2 separate regions of the Mus musculus genome follow, and region 2 is linked to region 1. A link is a contact called in public Hi-C data. All regions are on one chromosome and are shown on one strand. The core of a region is the stretch at or near the end of the contact, and the rest is flanking DNA. Distances in the headings are between cores, read along the strand shown.

The links. A called contact is a pair of places that touch in the nucleus more often than the background predicts.
Region 2: a contact with region 1 is called in a Hi-C map of uterus, with 1.7 times the contacts expected there. The contact joins two enhancer-like sites. A contact is called at or near these places in 1 of 15 datasets of contacts at CTCF or cohesin (the NIH/3T3 cell line), 28 of 484 Hi-C or Micro-C datasets (the BV-2 cell line, cerebral cortex, differentiating embryonic stem cells and 8 more), 7 of 115 datasets of contacts at active chromatin or transcription factors (bone marrow-derived dendritic cells, differentiating embryonic stem cells, embryonic stem cells and 1 more) and 3 of 9 other capture datasets (embryonic stem cells, embryonic tail and embryonic trunk).

Annotation. Positions count from the first base shown.
Region 1 is chr13:59,871,296-59,878,995 of GRCm38.p6, forward strand. No RefSeq gene overlaps it. Among named protein-coding and RNA genes, the nearest start is that of Gm19866, 41 kb to the right of the region's middle. Within about 2 kb of position 4,411, at least 111 of the 459 cell types and tissues checked have an H3K27ac peak or open chromatin away from gene starts, as enhancers often do. A contact at or near this core is called in uterus, where this site is marked.
Region 2 is chr13:60,263,404-60,271,103 of GRCm38.p6, forward strand. No RefSeq gene overlaps it. Among named protein-coding and RNA genes, the nearest start is that of Gm5084, 62 kb to the left of the region's middle. Within about 2 kb of position 4,263, at least 38 of the 459 cell types and tissues checked have an H3K27ac peak or open chromatin away from gene starts, as enhancers often do. A contact at or near this core is called in uterus, where this site is marked.

The sequences.
Region 1 (7,700 bases), core at 3,161-5,660:
CTGCAACATCCCTGTAACTCCTCAACACCTGGGTCTTTGGGAGAGGATAGGGCCAAAGCAGAGCGATTGAGTACATTTCACAGTATTTAGGAAGCTACACGGGCCCCACCTGTAAATCTCTCTTAATAAACCAAACAAACAGAAGAGAATCGACTTACTGTCTGTTACCGAGCTCCAGCTCTGCTCCGACTTTTGCAATTTGACATAAACTAGAGGCACCTGGGGAAAGGGAACTTCCGTTGGGGAAGCACCTTCATCAGATTAGTTCATGGACACGGTTGTGCAGGACTTTCTTGATTGCCAGACTATGGAGGAAGGCCACGCCCACCACGGATGGTACAAGCCCCTCCCAGTAGCTGGTGGTGGTGGTGGGGGGGGGGTTCGGAAGCCAGCCAGAGCATCCCTTGAGATCTCTGTTTCTTCAGTTTCTGCCTCCGGGTTCCTGCTTGAGTCTCTGTCTTGGCTTCCGTCAGTGTTGGTCCGGTAATCTGCCCCAAGTAGCTTTTTTGTCCCGGTGTTATCACAGTAGCAGAGAGGCAGGCTAGGTAACCTTTAAATATATAGACTAGGCTGGGGTGCAGGCACTGGAGGGAAGGGCTTACGTAGATGGTACCACATTTCTGAGACGTAGACACCAAGAATGAGATAATAGACACCATTTGCCTGTAAATTGGGTTACTGTGTGATTGATGGTGAGGAATCCACCTAAGAGAGGCGTTCTGCACTAAAACATGAGAATCCGTGAATTCATTTCCAATTCAAGCGAGCAAACACCAGCCCATCTAGACCTCTGCAGTAGACCTGATGGTGTCTACAGTGATGTTTTTACCTGAGCCAGCACGACTCCTGTGAGCTTTCCGATGCTCTGAAGTAAGTCCTTGAGCTACTTGAGTAGAAATGAGGAAAAGACTGTCTCTAGTGCTTCAAAATGTGTGGAAGTTCTTGTCGCAGCTCTCCTGTTAAAGTCTGGTCTTAAGCCCCAACACTATGTAATTAATATAATTCATGTTATGGTTGAGTAAAGAGATATTTTTTTCTAAAAGCAAACTATACTGAGAATTCACTGAAGAGATTAAAAGGGTTAGTGAAGTTTAGTGTAATCTTATGATCTGTTTTGAATAAATTTGCCGCATCTTGTTGATGTTCAATCCTTATGAGCCACGGAGGGGGGTAGAAACTTCACACTGGGAATTTTGGAAAGTGACTGGGGCTGGCTAAGACTGGCAGCTCCCGTGATTGAATCCTGGTGGGTTTTCTATGAAGGCAGAGACCAGAAGAGGCACACATGCCGTCTCCCTGTCTCTCACTGTGTCACACTTGGCCTCCCTTCAGGAGTCTGGCCACAAGATGCTGTCTCCTCATGCAACCTTTGACCCTGGAGCGGAACTGTGAGCCTCCGTTCTTTATAGCTTACCGACTTGGTGGGGATTCTGTCCTTAATGACAGAGAATATCAGAGCTGCTGAGGTGAGACTTTCTCAAGCATTGTGTTTAGTTAAATCTTCGCAGGAGCTGGAGCCAGGAAAGTCCCAGGAGTTGCTTCCTGCCCAATAGCTCTGGGGAGCTCCGGAGCCTCGGTGTTCCTCGTGTGTAAAGTGGAACGGCAGTACGGAGTGAGGTGTTGAAGCAAGAGTGACTGTACCGCTCAGCCATGACAGTGGGTTCCTGTGTCGCCTGTACATGGATGGGATGCTACTATTAACATCCTTACTCCTGGGAGCCACAAAACTGGTCCCAGCTGAGTAGTTTGTGGAACGTTTAGGGCTAGCACCTGAAGATTATGTTCTAAGCGATTCCAGTACTTTCTCCCAGAACTCCGTGAGAGGTCCTGCAGGGCAGCTTAGGCCTTCTCCATCCCTGCTCCCAATGTATTTTGTTAAGCTAATAAAGGAATGGGCTCAAATACTTTTACTTCAATTGTACTTAAAATTATGTTTTTAAGGAAATAATTTGAAGGGCTATGGATACCATACTTCTTTTTCCCCTTCTTTGGCTTAAAAAGAAAGAATATGGTACCTACACCTTTTGGCTGGAGGGAGATTTTAATAAAGATCATTAGAAATGTGCTATTATATGGCAAATTGTCTATAAATTAGCATGGCCTGCGTGCTCCAGGAGAGATTTTGGCCTTTTTTCCCTCTTGTGTTTTTTTTTTTTTTTTTTTTCTCTTCAAAATACCTTAGTATTTGCTTTAATAACTTTTTTTTTGTTTAGTTAACTGATGACTGATTATTTTATTGAATAAAACTCATTAGTTTTATATCAACATGAGATTGCTGTTTTTTTTTTCTTTTCTATTCTAAATTGGAAATGTATGGACACTTAACCTAGAAACTCTCGCCAATGTGATTTATATTCAGAAAATTTATTTACTTTCATATTATTAACAAAAATCACTGTTGTGTTCCAATCTTTGTTCTCTGAGGATAAATCGTCAGCGAATCACTTCCGGCCGCTGCAAATCACTTCCGGCCGCTGCAAATCACTTCCGGCCGCTCTGTACCTCAGAGCCCAGGCAGCCTAGAGCTGACCGGTGGTCATCAGTAAGTGCAGCTCAGAGGGGGAGAACATGCCTCCTGTTCCTCCTTAAACTGTGGGGAGGGCAGGGAGACGGAGAGGAAGAAGTTTAGAACCTGCCTTCACCGTGCCTGAGGAAGACAGCTCAGAATAATTACTAGTGCCTTAAATAAGAAACTGTAAGAAACGGGCTCCATGGGGCGTTGCTTCACTCAGCCTCGAACATTTGGTACCTTATCTTTCAACTCCAGACCCCAAGAGGAATTTAGACATAGCTGAAAACAAAAAACCAAAAAAACAAATGGGGCCAGGACTGCTTTAAAAAGCTAAACTAGAACCCACTGGTTTCTGACCCATCTGCCTGCCTTTTCTCTAGAAAACAACCCTGGAATGTTCCAGAAGGTTTCATGAGGCTGCATCTCTGTGCTGCTTCCTCTCCCCCCCCTGCCCCCAGACACAGCATATTTAACCAATTTAGTTTACAGAGGGAGTTCAAGTTTTTTCTAGCTTGCTTTATCCAACTGTAACTTTGGGATCATAAATATGCTTACGTCTCCTGGGGAACATTCTCTTGTACTGCATTTTGGAGATGCTGTCCAGATGTGAGAGGGTTTTATCCTGTCCCCCTCTGAGAGTCCCTCTGAGCCAGGACATTGCAGTGGAACGTGGTATGTCTTTTGTAAGGCGCCAAGCAGCTTGGTGGATGAGATTGTTGTTTGTGGGGACAGGAGTACACCTCTTTCCAATACAGAGAACCAACAGATGCTGAGAGTTTGGGGATGCTGTCAGAACAAGGCCAGGTTGATTAAGGTCCACCATTTCCTGTTCCTGGATGCTGTGACCTTAGAGTCCTAAGTCTTGGGATGCAGCCTGCAAGAGCCCGAAAGGTTGGGAGGAGAGTCTGCAAGGCTGCCTCCCAGCACTGTCACTGCTCAATGACTGCCATATGTAGGGAGAACCAGCGACACTCGTCTTAAGATCTTGGGAATGTCTATGGCCCACTTCAACTGTATAAGTGAAAGAATGCTGGCTCCCTGACCTTTGTAACCCCCTCCCCCCTTTATTTTTTGACAAAGGGAAAGCAGATGGTCTGGGAAGCCATGCAATTTCATGCGTTGTCTAATAAAACCGGAATTGCTGACTCTGGTGAGCACAGAAGGACTCTGTTTGCCTCTTCCCTTGTCCTCAGAGTTTGCTTCCTGAGCTGGGGTAAGAGTGGTTATCTGTGGTCCCCGGGCTCCAATCTTTTCTATAGACCACCTCAATGGACACAGAGATTGTTGGTTTCTGGGTCTTCTTTTGTAGGTGCTTCAAGATCTCAAGTTATAGAACTTAAGTTGGAACCTGTCATAGTTGAGAAGCAATAAAGCAACAAGACGAGAAGACGATGCTTTCTAAGCACTGGCGGCGTGGCTGCTGAATGGTGTCCTGCCAGTCTCTTAGCTCTTCTGAATCCCTGGTCTGTCACTTATGACAAGGGCAGATGGCAGCAGCAGCTTCACCATGAGGAGCAAATGAGACAGTGTTTCTCAGAAGCAGGTTGAAGTGGCCAGGATCTTAAGATCTGTTACAATGTGGCCATACACACATCAGTGGGTCATGATTTGGAAAGGTGACTGCCGAGAAGGGGGCAGGGAATGATGCAAAGCACAGAAATGAATTTTTTATTCTTTGATAGTCATTTGCTGAGAGTTGATAAGGCTGTGACTAGGTTGCCCTGTGAGCTATACATCATTCTTTAGAAATAGTTTGTAACTCCATCAGTATCACTGGCTTGATGGTAACAAGCTGCTATTCTTTGTTTATATTCTTAGCGCACAGCTATAGCCTCTAGCTATTGCTTAAAGAGACCTAGCCTTAATCAGAAATATTTGTGGTTTGTATAGGGACAGACAGTGTCAGAACCACATGACCATCTGAGGGTGGCTGTTGTATTGCCCCAAGGAGAGTCTCCCTGGGGCTGGGCTGGTTGGTTTTACAGGAGCTGAGGTTTAGACTTCCTGTTAAGAAAGTTGCATCATAGCAAACAGAACTTGCTGTCTAAGCAGGCACTGGTGGTGTTCTCAAGGGAGAAGAGCAGATGTTGCCCTTTTTAGGAAGAGGAAGAGGCAGGCAGGTTTGTGAGAAGTCAGCATGTTGGCATCTGCTCTGCTGTGTCAGATCCCACGTAACCTCGTATTTCCCAAGTCAGCTTGGTGGACATTTAATTAATGATAGGGCTGTGCTTTCCCTCCCCTCCAGTGGGGCTGGTGTTTCATCCGAGTGTGAAGCGGCTTTGCTTTTCTCTCTATGGATCTGTGCTGTACTCGGGGTTGTTTGTGCTTTTGTACTGTATTGAGAATTGTATCAGAAACAGCTAATGTTTTCTGAAGGCACAGGAACCCTATAATCATGAAACTACCTGTGACCTCATGTAGATATTCACACCATGTCTCTGATGGCAACGACGTGAGGACCTTAAAACATTCTTGCTTGTGCTTTCTCCTGCGGACATGATTTTTTTCTGGACCTGACTTTGCTTTTCTTTGGGAAGAGAATTTTCATGTGTGTGGAAGACTCAAGATGCATTGATGTATGTTTCTGGGACTTTTGAAGACAATTTAGGAACACTTAGAAGCTTATTGTTGTATATTATCTTAAATCTAAATCCTGGGAAGAGTCAGGGCTTATCTGAGACTCTTCCTGGGTCATCTGACCCTTGAAGACATGCTGTAAGTGACAAATCGCAGTGGATGCCAAGATACTGAACTGGCTAGCCACGGTAGGAGCAGATGCGGAGATAGGTTGGGGTTCAGTCCTACCATGGATATGGCTGACCTTCTGCTATTTTGGAATCTGGAGGTGAGCTTACTCAGAAAGCTCCTGGTTTTATGCCCTCTGAGGCTAATTCCATGTTTAGTGTCCCTCACTGCTTCAGGAGTCATGATGAATATACAGTCATCATCAGTTCAAGGGAGCCTTGCCATCAGCAATCCACGCTGGAAGCTCCAAACACTAACACTTCTGTGTGCTTTCAGGAGGGTTTCCAAGGCTGTAAGAACCCTTTGCCTTCATAGTGTTTGTGGTGGTTGTTGCTGATCATCCTTCTGTTTGCCCATGGGGACTGATCTGAGAGCTGTGTTTACCTGTGCTGATAGCAGCTGGGCCTGTGAATCTGTGTTCAGTATTTGCAAAGACAAGGGTGGGAAAGATTCTTGGGAGCTTTCCAGTATCAGAGGTCAAAGACTTGGCCTAGGGGCTCCCCCAATGGTGTTTGATGTGACCCATTTGTGTGGCATTTTATAACCTCGCAATGGTCTGAGAATTTAATCTAGTTTCTTCTTTCACCCCATGTGGATATATGTTGGCATCCTGATTGCATATGAGACCTTGTTTTAGTATTTAACACACCATTTTTCCTTCTGCCCATAACCAGCAGCTGATGTAACTGCAGCCAAGATCAGCTTCGGTAGCATGTGTTGAAAAAAATTAGTTTACAAATGTATTAAATTGGAAGTCCTAGCTTAACACTACCCTGTATTGTCTATGTTATATGGGATGGACAGTTGCCAATACTATCCATCTATGTTTGTTTACCTGTCTATCACTACCTATAATCTATCTATCTATCTATCTATCTATCTATCTATCTATCTATCTATCTATCTATCTATCTACACCAATATGCCACCTATCATTAATGCCTACCTATCTATCACTCTCTATCTCTCTATCTCTATCACTTATTATCTATCTACCATCTATAATCACCTATCATCTATCATTAATATATCCCTATCTATCTCTATCATTTATATATCATATTCATGTATCCATCATCTATCTACATATCATCTATCTATCTATCTATCTATCTATTATCTATTTATTCATGCATCCACAGTGAAGATGGAGACCAGATGCAGAAGTGTGAAGGATATGGGCAAACCTTGGTTTTGTTATATATCTTTCCTTCCTACCCAGACCAATGCTATCACAGAATCAGACTTTTCTGAGAGAGAAGGGAGGGTTTGAGCCATCTGTGTGCTAAGTCCTTAACCAGCAGCAAGACAGTGCTGTGAGCACCTGTCCCTTACCTAATACCCAGGGAGGCAGACTCAAGGGGACACACTGGGGAACCTACTGTGCACCCTGAAGAGTTTAGTAGATCTAGTGGACTTGTGTTTAATCCCACTGTGATTCCAGAGGTGGACAGATGTGGCCCAGCATACGATATTGGCTTTCAGGAGAACCTCCTTGGAATCAGCCCATATCCAAGAATCTTCAGAGTGAAGGATGGAGGAGCATTTCCTCTTGGCCATATGCATGCTACTCTCGAGGGAAGGCCATGGTTAGAGTGGATCGCTGAGCACTCAGAAGGCCATTTGAAGGCGCAGGCTCCTAATGGAAGGACTGGAGGGGGCTCCTGGAAGCCTCATATACAGGAAAAGGCACCCAGCTAGCAAAACAACTACAGTAGAGGGAAAGGGTATTTGATAAGACTGTAAGAGCACAGGAGACAGACAAAGACAGACAGACAGACAGACAGACAGACAGAGACAGAGAGACAGACACAGAAAGACAGACACAGAGACAGGCAGACAGACAGACAGACAGACACACACCCAGAGACAGAGACAGAGACAGAGACAGAGAGAAACAGAGAGAGAGAGAGACAGACAGAGACAGAGACACATACCGTGAGAAAGACAGAGAGTTAGATAGCCATCAAGTCCAGTAGCGACAGTGTCAGAGTCTAGAACATGAGCTAGTGGTTCAGGAAGGATGCTTATTTGAATCCTCTTTTCCTTCCCTTACTCCAAGCCTGAGGGAATAGGAGCCTTGATCATGCCTATGGAACAGAGGAGTTGAGTTAGCTGCATCTGTCCCTCCAACATCTGTGGTGGCTCTGACTTAGGGGCCATAGCAGTCCTCAGAATATAAAACAGGAGCCAGGAGTAGTATTTTTCATATCAAAGCAGCCCTGGCTTCCAGGTTCTACCAGCATCCCTTGGTTCCTATCTGGCATACCCTGCCCCCAAACCTGAACTTTCCATTCTCTCTCTCTCTCTCTCTCTCTCTCTCTCTCTCTCTCTCTCTCTCTCTCTGAATACACACCCTTTCTCTCCCCCAACCCCCCCCCATGTCAACTCCCCTGGACTCAATCTTGGGGCCAGTGCCTCACCTAAGAGCAGTTTCCCAATA
Region 2 (7,700 bases), core at 3,013-5,512, 390 kb after region 1:
GACTCCAGCATCCTGCTCAACGGTGAGAGTGACTATAGTTAATAGCATTGAAGTCATCTAGAAGGGTAGATCCTGAATGTGTTCACAATGAAGGGATGATCTGTGAGGAGCGGGTGTGGCAGCAGTTCCAAGATAGCGCCCGGGACTGCAGCCAAGTCTTATGACTTACACCTGACTTCCTCATACACCTGAAAATAAGCCGCATCCATCATGAGAACTGCACAGGTGCACCATGATGCAAAATTGGACCATATGACGAGTGATAATTCTGGCCAATGGACTGCTGTTACATGGACTGGACTGATGGGGCGTGGTTGAGAGGATATATAAGGGATTGTGATTGGGGGTTGTTGTTGCTTTTTCCTGGAGAGATTGGTTTCTGGAGAGAGATTCATGCATGATATTGAAAGGTTCCTGAATAAACTGCTTTGAGAAGAACGTAGTGTTGTCGCTCTTTTCTGCTGGTCGGAATCTGAGGGGACAATGATTGACGTTGGAGGCTGTATTATTCAGAGTTCTCTAGAGTCACAGAACTTATGGAATGTCTCTCTATATTGAGGAATTTATTGTGATGACTTTCAGTCTGGAGTCCAACTAACCCAACAACAATCACCTGTGAATGGGGGTCAGCTGTGAATGGGAAGTCCAAGGATCTAGTAGTTGCTCAGTCCCACAAGGCTAGTTGTTTCAGCTGCTCTTCTGTAGATGTAGGTTCCAACAGATGTGTGGCAAGTAAGTGCAAGCAGGCGAAGAAAAACAAAATTTCCTTCTTCTGATGTCTTTATGTAGGTCTCCAGCAGAAGGTGTGGCCCAGATTAAAGATGTGTACCACCACACCTGGATTTGGGATTCGTTTTGTCCCAGGCTGACCTTTAACTCAGAGATCTCTTGCCTCAGTCTCCTGAGATTAAAGGCATGTATTACCTTGCCTGGGCCTAAACTTTTCATGGCCACTATGCCTCAAAATCTCCATGCCGAGATCCAGGTCAGAAACTTGTGTCTTCTGGCTTCAAGATCTGGATCACAGGTGAGCCCTCCGATTTTGGACTGTAGTTCATTCCAGATATAGTCAAGTTGATAACCGAGAATGGCCATTACAGAGGCTGACTAATACATGTTATTTTAACATACAGGTGCTTATATGTCCACTAAAAACCTTATGAGGGCTGCAGGCATGGCTCAGCAGTTACAAGAGCATAGTGCTTCTTCCGAGGCCTGGAGTTTTGTTCCCGGTATTCCTGTCTGTCAGTTTACAACCACCTGTAACTGCTGCTCCAAAGGGATCTGATGCCCTCTTCTGGCCTCTGTGGGCACTGCACTCACGTGCACGAGCTCAGTTCACACATAATTAAATAGCAAAAACAACCCATTAAAAGCTGTTACTAAATTTCTCAAACCACAATGACTAAAGGTTAGAATTTTGCACTTCTCTGGGATGGAAGATGGTGTGAAGACCTACATGGGAAGGTCATTGTGGTGTCTCTGGGGGAAAGGTGGCAAGTTCTCCTGTCCCCATGGTGACTCTGTACAGTGTAATGACCTGCCATCACAGGGGCTTCTAAAGATTTCAGAGCTCAGTACTCTGGAAAATTAGGAAATGTTTTAGACATCCAGAATCAGTTGAAGGATAGCATAATATTGCATTGTGTGTACCATCCACTGCAAGAAAGAAACCTCACAAGCAAGGTGAGGTACCTCTCTTCATGCCCCACCCCCTCCAGCAGCAGTCCTGTCTCCTGAAGGTGGTCACTGAAAGGGACTTGTGTTTCAAAGTAGATCTTACACAGGGCTCCTTCATATCTTTGTATGGTGTGCCCGCAAACCAAATTCTATACGGTTAAATAAAGATAATAGTTATATCGTAAAGGAAAGCACTTCCTGTGTGTCTTTGTGACTGCCCAGTTCTTCATCTGTGGGATATCGTCGATTTTCCTCACTGATGGCAGATGATTTTCCTAGAATCTTGATTTGTGAACAATGTTCAAACCGGAGAGTGTGCAATGCATATATGTGTGTGTGTGTGTACATGCATGAATAGAAGGTAGACTAATAGATAAATGATAAATAGATAATGGATAGACAGATGATAGATGATAGATAGACAATGACAACTAGATAATAGGAAGATGATAGATCAGTGATCGAGAGATGTGAGGAAGACAGACTAATAGATTCTAGTGGAATATTAATTTAAAGGGAGGTTCTTCCTGCCTATAGGCACTGAGTCAGACCACACACCTTTGTTCATGTGGTGCTGGAGCTCGGGTGGCTGGAGCTCGGGTGTGGAGCCTGTGCACCAGGGACAAGCGCTTGCAACCAAGCTGCATCTGCAGAGGCCTCAACAGCTTTAAAATTTTAATAATCATCGCTGGAATTTTCTGTAAGCCATGTGCTTAGAATTGAAGTTCTCTCTCTCTCTCTCTCTCTCTCTCTCTCTCTCTCTGAAGCTGTCACTGAATCCATGCTGTTTCTAGACCTCTGTGGAGACCACAGGCTTGAAGCTTCTTTCAACAAATATCCTATGGCCTTAGGTGTGTGTGAATCTGTCAGATAGTTTAGTTTTGTTTGGCTGGTTTGTTTTGATACAAAATGGAGAGTCAGAAGAAAACTAAGTGCCTGGTGGGGGTGCTAAGGCCAGGTGTGGCCTGATTTTCTGTTTGTTTGGAGTGAGTTTCTGTCTGAAGGTCCACAGAGGCCCTTCACAGGAGAGGAACCCTCATTTGATGCTGCCTGAGCTTGGGTACTGTTGTGTCTTATAAGAAAGGAAACCAGGGATGTGTTTGGTAGAGTGAGGGATGGTGAGGTGGAAGGGGGTGCCTCTGTGGGCCCATGCTGAGGCATCCCTTCCCCCTGAGGTAACAGCCACAAGGCGATGGGTATAGCATAGAATAGAGCTTATTTAGGACATGGAGAGGGGAGTTAAGGGGGTAGCAGAGGCAGAGAGAGAGAGAGAGAGAGAGAGAGAGAGAGAGAGAGAGAGAACTAACCACACAATGATGGGTATAGGGTAGAATAGAATTTATTTAGGGCACGGGGAGTAGAGGCTAACCTTGAACACATGGAGAGAGGGGGGAGGGGAATGAGGAGAGAAGGGGCAGAGAGGAAAGAGAGGAAGGGAGTAAGAGAGTAAGGAAGAGGCAAGCAGCCCCTGTTATAGTGAGTCAGGCATATGAGTGTTGGCAGGTAACTGTAGGGTAGAGCCTAGAAGAAATGCTGATAGTTACCATACCAAAGAACAAAAAACAAAAAACGGGGAACATAGCCCCCTTCCTGCCATCTGGGGGGAGATGCAAGGCTCCGAGTTCTGCTGGTCTTCTGAGCAAGGGCATCTTAGCCTCTGCTGGTGAAAAATGGGGCAAAACAATCCTGAAGTCGAGAAGTCAGAAGTAGCTCAGAATCACACACTGATTCCCAAAGTCCCTTCCTTGGCCATGCCAGTGTGAAGGATGAAAGAAGCTGTGTGGTAGGACCCGGAGCTCTCCCTGGGGAGAGCTGACAGGAACTCCTAGGAAAGACTCAGTCATATAATTATAACAAAGCCAAACCTTGGACAAAATCGAAACAGGCAACAAATTCTTGTCTGCTGCCCTAACCTTCTGGATTCCTTGTAAACCCTGGCCCTACCTACTCTCATGGATGTTCTCTGTAAACCATAGAGCCTAGGGTTGGGGGAGGGGGATGGAGAAATAGCCTGTTAAACTCGGCCTTGAATTCCTTCTCTGCATCACCAGGTATGTATGGGGCAGCCCATCCTCAACAAACCCTTAGATGGCCCCAGGAAAAGCAAATTCTAGAAGATAAAAAAGCCGGCCGGCTAGGAGGCAGCGTTACTAAGCCCGTGGTAGACTCGTGGCAAGGTGGCAGTGCAGAGAAAAACTTTCAAAATGCTTCTTTCTTGTGCCAGAACTTGAATGGCTTAGGTAAGATCGAGGAGGAGGAGGAGGAGGAGGAGGAAGAACAAGAGGAGGAAGAGAGAGAGAGAGAGAGAGAGAGAGAGAGAGAGAGAGAGAGAGAGAGAGAGAGAATCAGTTAAGTAAACAACTAAACATTCCAGCAGGCAAACAAACAAATCTCTGGGATAAAGACCAAGGCTGGGATGCATTCAATAAAGCCTCTTTCCATCAATCAATTAATGTCATTGTTTATTTAATCAGCCCAGCCCGTGTGGCTGGCGGGAGAAATGCTCTCCTTTTCGGCTATAGCAATGCAAAAACACAGTCTAGATCCAAGGGAACCTTGCCAGAATCTAGCCCTGGATGGCTCTTTAAAGCCATGTTTTGCTTGTGTGCGCATGGTAACGTTTGCAGCTGTCGAACGTGGCTTCGGGCTGTCTGACTCCCTTGAGAGAATTTATGTGTTCCCACTTCCTTTCCTTATTAGGAGGCAGGAATCTGCAACACCTATTAGAAGAAGTATGCATAAAGGGTAATGACTGTGCGATTTATTAGTGGTCTGTTCTTCCTCACTGGAACCTTCGCCTCCTGCCGCCCTCCCCCAGGGCGCAGCCTCAGCTGAGCTGGCCTCTGCCTTCTTGGCAGCAGGTGGGCAAGAACAGCTTTCATCAAGGGGGAGACAAGACCGGTTCTCACACCAAGGCTCGGGAAAGAGACCGAAGTACCTGGGATTGGGTTTGATGGCAGAAGTATTAGGGGAGAAGCTGGGGAAAGAGCGAGAGGACAGAGGGAGAGCAAGGGAGAAAGAGAGAGAGGAGGGGGCAAGCAGCCCCTTTTATAGTGAGCGAGGCACACCTGGCTGTTCCCAGGTAACCGTGGGGCGGAGCCTAGACTAAATGCTAACGGTATTTGCGGACCAAGTGAATAAAATCAGAGTAAAGAGAGAACACAGCCATAGAAGCACCAAAGGGCTCTGGTGCTGTTGTTAATAAAATGAAAATGACAGACAAATGGGTTTGTTAAAAGCAACCGAGTGTTCCCTAGAAGCGATTTTGGCTTTCCCTTTCTGAGTTCTGAACCTAGGAGCATTTTCCCACCAGGGACTGGAAGTTATGAGTAGACATCTCTCAAGCTGCCTTTCACAAAAGTCTTCAAACGAGGAGGCAGGCACGACTATGGAGGTTAATAAAATCCACGCCATCAGCCTGGAAACTGCAGGTGGTGTCCCGCCCCTTCCTGGCGTCCCGCTAAGACCCGGCGTCCAGACAGAAAGTTCAGGAGAACGAACTGTGAGGAGCCAAATGTATTTGCTGCTAAAATCCCAACTATATTCAGGAAAGTGTAATCCATGAGTTTTGAGGTCATTTGGGTTTAGTTGATCGAGTTTCAGGACCACTCTGCTGTTTGAGTTCTGGAAGAGAAGAAGATATGTAAGGCCATGGATGGTGGCTCTGACACCAGACAGTGCAGGGCTGGCTCTGGGACCCCAGGGACAAGCATGCTTCCCCTAGAAGCACCAAGACCCTGGGGTGAGCATTTCATTTGTGCAGTTTCAGGTGAGGGAGGCCATGGCTGAGGTGCTGTGGAACCTTGGAGTATGATCTGTGTTCCAAATGGGTCATTTCAGTGAGTCTCACCTATGCTAAGGAAACCAGTGTCTCTCTACTCTGTTCAGTGTATTTACTCCTGAAATCCCAGAGACGCCTCTCTAACATCATCTACGAAGCCCACTACAGAGGATCACTTTCATGGCCTCTATCCCATCATCCAATATGTGATGGTAAGCTCCCAATGATGGGTGACCAGCCCAGCACTGTGTGCATGTCAACACGCTGACCGCCTACCCAGGGCTATGCACTTAGCTCAGAGATACTCACTTCAAACAGAATGGACAGGAAACAAAATGGGATTGAGGGGAAAAGGCCCCCGGTAGTAGATCTTCAGGAGAAAGATGAAGCCAAGGATCAGATGTGCTGATGGCTGCTCATGTCCAGTGTTCCCCCAGCTCTTCTCATTTTAAATGCACCACCAGTTTGCAAAAGCAACGACCCTGCCTCTAGGTTCCTACAGCGGGGTAGCAGAATGAGAACATTTTATTGGGTCCTCTTGTAGCTAGGCAGATCTCACCTCCAACTACACAACTCTCTCTCAGAGCTTGAGGCCCACGCTGGGTTTTGGCAGAACTGCTGGCTTTTTTTTTTTTTTTTTTTTTTTTTTTTGCACCGTCATTTCAACCCAGCCAGCCCAAAGCTGCTAATTAAAGAGGGAGTGATTTATTCCTAACTCTTCTCTTCCCTCAGGAAACATAACTCAACCCCAGGCTCAACTAGATTACCTTGCCCTATTCAATAAATTACGACCGCCTCGTTAATAGTTAATTAGAAAACCTGAAAGTCCAAGTCTGACCCTAAGGGAGGGGAGAGGTCAGCTGACCCTGATCCTCATTCGCAAGGTGTCTGAGCCGATTCTCCTTGGTGCCTCACGTGTCCCTGCACCAGCCTTAAACTGTAGCACTGACCCCACCCAAGCGTTGAACAGACAGACTGTGTCCTGCACTGAATTCTAAGTGAGCTCTTCTTTGTTAGCTGAGCAGGTGGAAAACCTGTCTTTAACCTTCTTTTAGAAGACTGTGTGTGGTGTGCGTGTATGTATGTGTTTGCATGTGTGTGTTATAAGCGTGTGCGGAGACCTGAGGACATGTGTACTCATGTTTGCATGTGTGCGTTGCATGCATGGGAGAAGGCCTGAGGTTGGCGTGGGGTGTTTTTCTCACTTCTCTTCACTATGTTTATTGAAACATGATCTCTCATGGAACCCTGAGCTCAACAGTACCGGCCAGCCTTGAGATCCAGTCTTTGACTTCAGTACTGGTATTACAGAAAGTCTACCTGTCCCCCAAATTCACATGTGTTCTGGGATCTGAACTCTATTACTCACCACTGAACCATCTTTTCAGCCCTGAATATTAAGAAAAACAAAATGTGGATATCAATTGCTCTTCAAGGTATGTGCTTCTTCAGGAGATAAACACATCATGGAGGCTTCAAGAACAAGTCTTTCTTTCTCCTTTAACAAGAGAGCAAGCCACAATGCCTGCATGTTTTTCTGGTGTAATTATCGACTAGAGGAAAGCCAGCTTCCACCAGTTCCCTCCCATTGGCTTCTGGCAGCTCCAGCCTCCTTGGTTCTCTGTAGACAGCAAATCAGCTCACAGCTGAAATGCAAGAAGCAAATGCGTAGAGAAGGGACTCAGAAGAAATGGCTTCTCTCCGGCCTGTGGCGTCTCCACCCTTTCCCATTCAGGAGGTTCAACTGATGCTCTCTGCAAATTCTCTGCTAGAGTTTTGGAACTCTTGTGCAGTCAGAGGTTCTGATAAAGTCTAGAGTGGGATCCAAGAATCTAGTTGCAAACAGTCTTCCAGCTGCTGCTGCTGATCTTCCACGGACAGTGATCTGAGCAGCAAGAGGTGGGAGGCAGGGCTTGCCCTCTGGAGGCAACACACACATATCTGAGAATGCCAGTGTGAGCTAGTGGCAGCAACAAGTTGATCCTCTTGTACCAAGGACACACTGACACCAGGTTGGCACATTTGCTTTCTAAAGAGACGTTGTAGGTCATCTGGTTCCTGCTGAGGCTGCTTACAGTCCTCTAGACCCACAGATCTGCTGATAGAGGACATTGTGACACAAGGTAGAGGACTGGAAATTCATACTTTGATGGACATTAAGCCTGTGAATGATGCCACTGGGGTGTGCAGATGTGAATGTAGGCGTCAGGTCCTCCTGCACACCAACCCTGGACCTTGG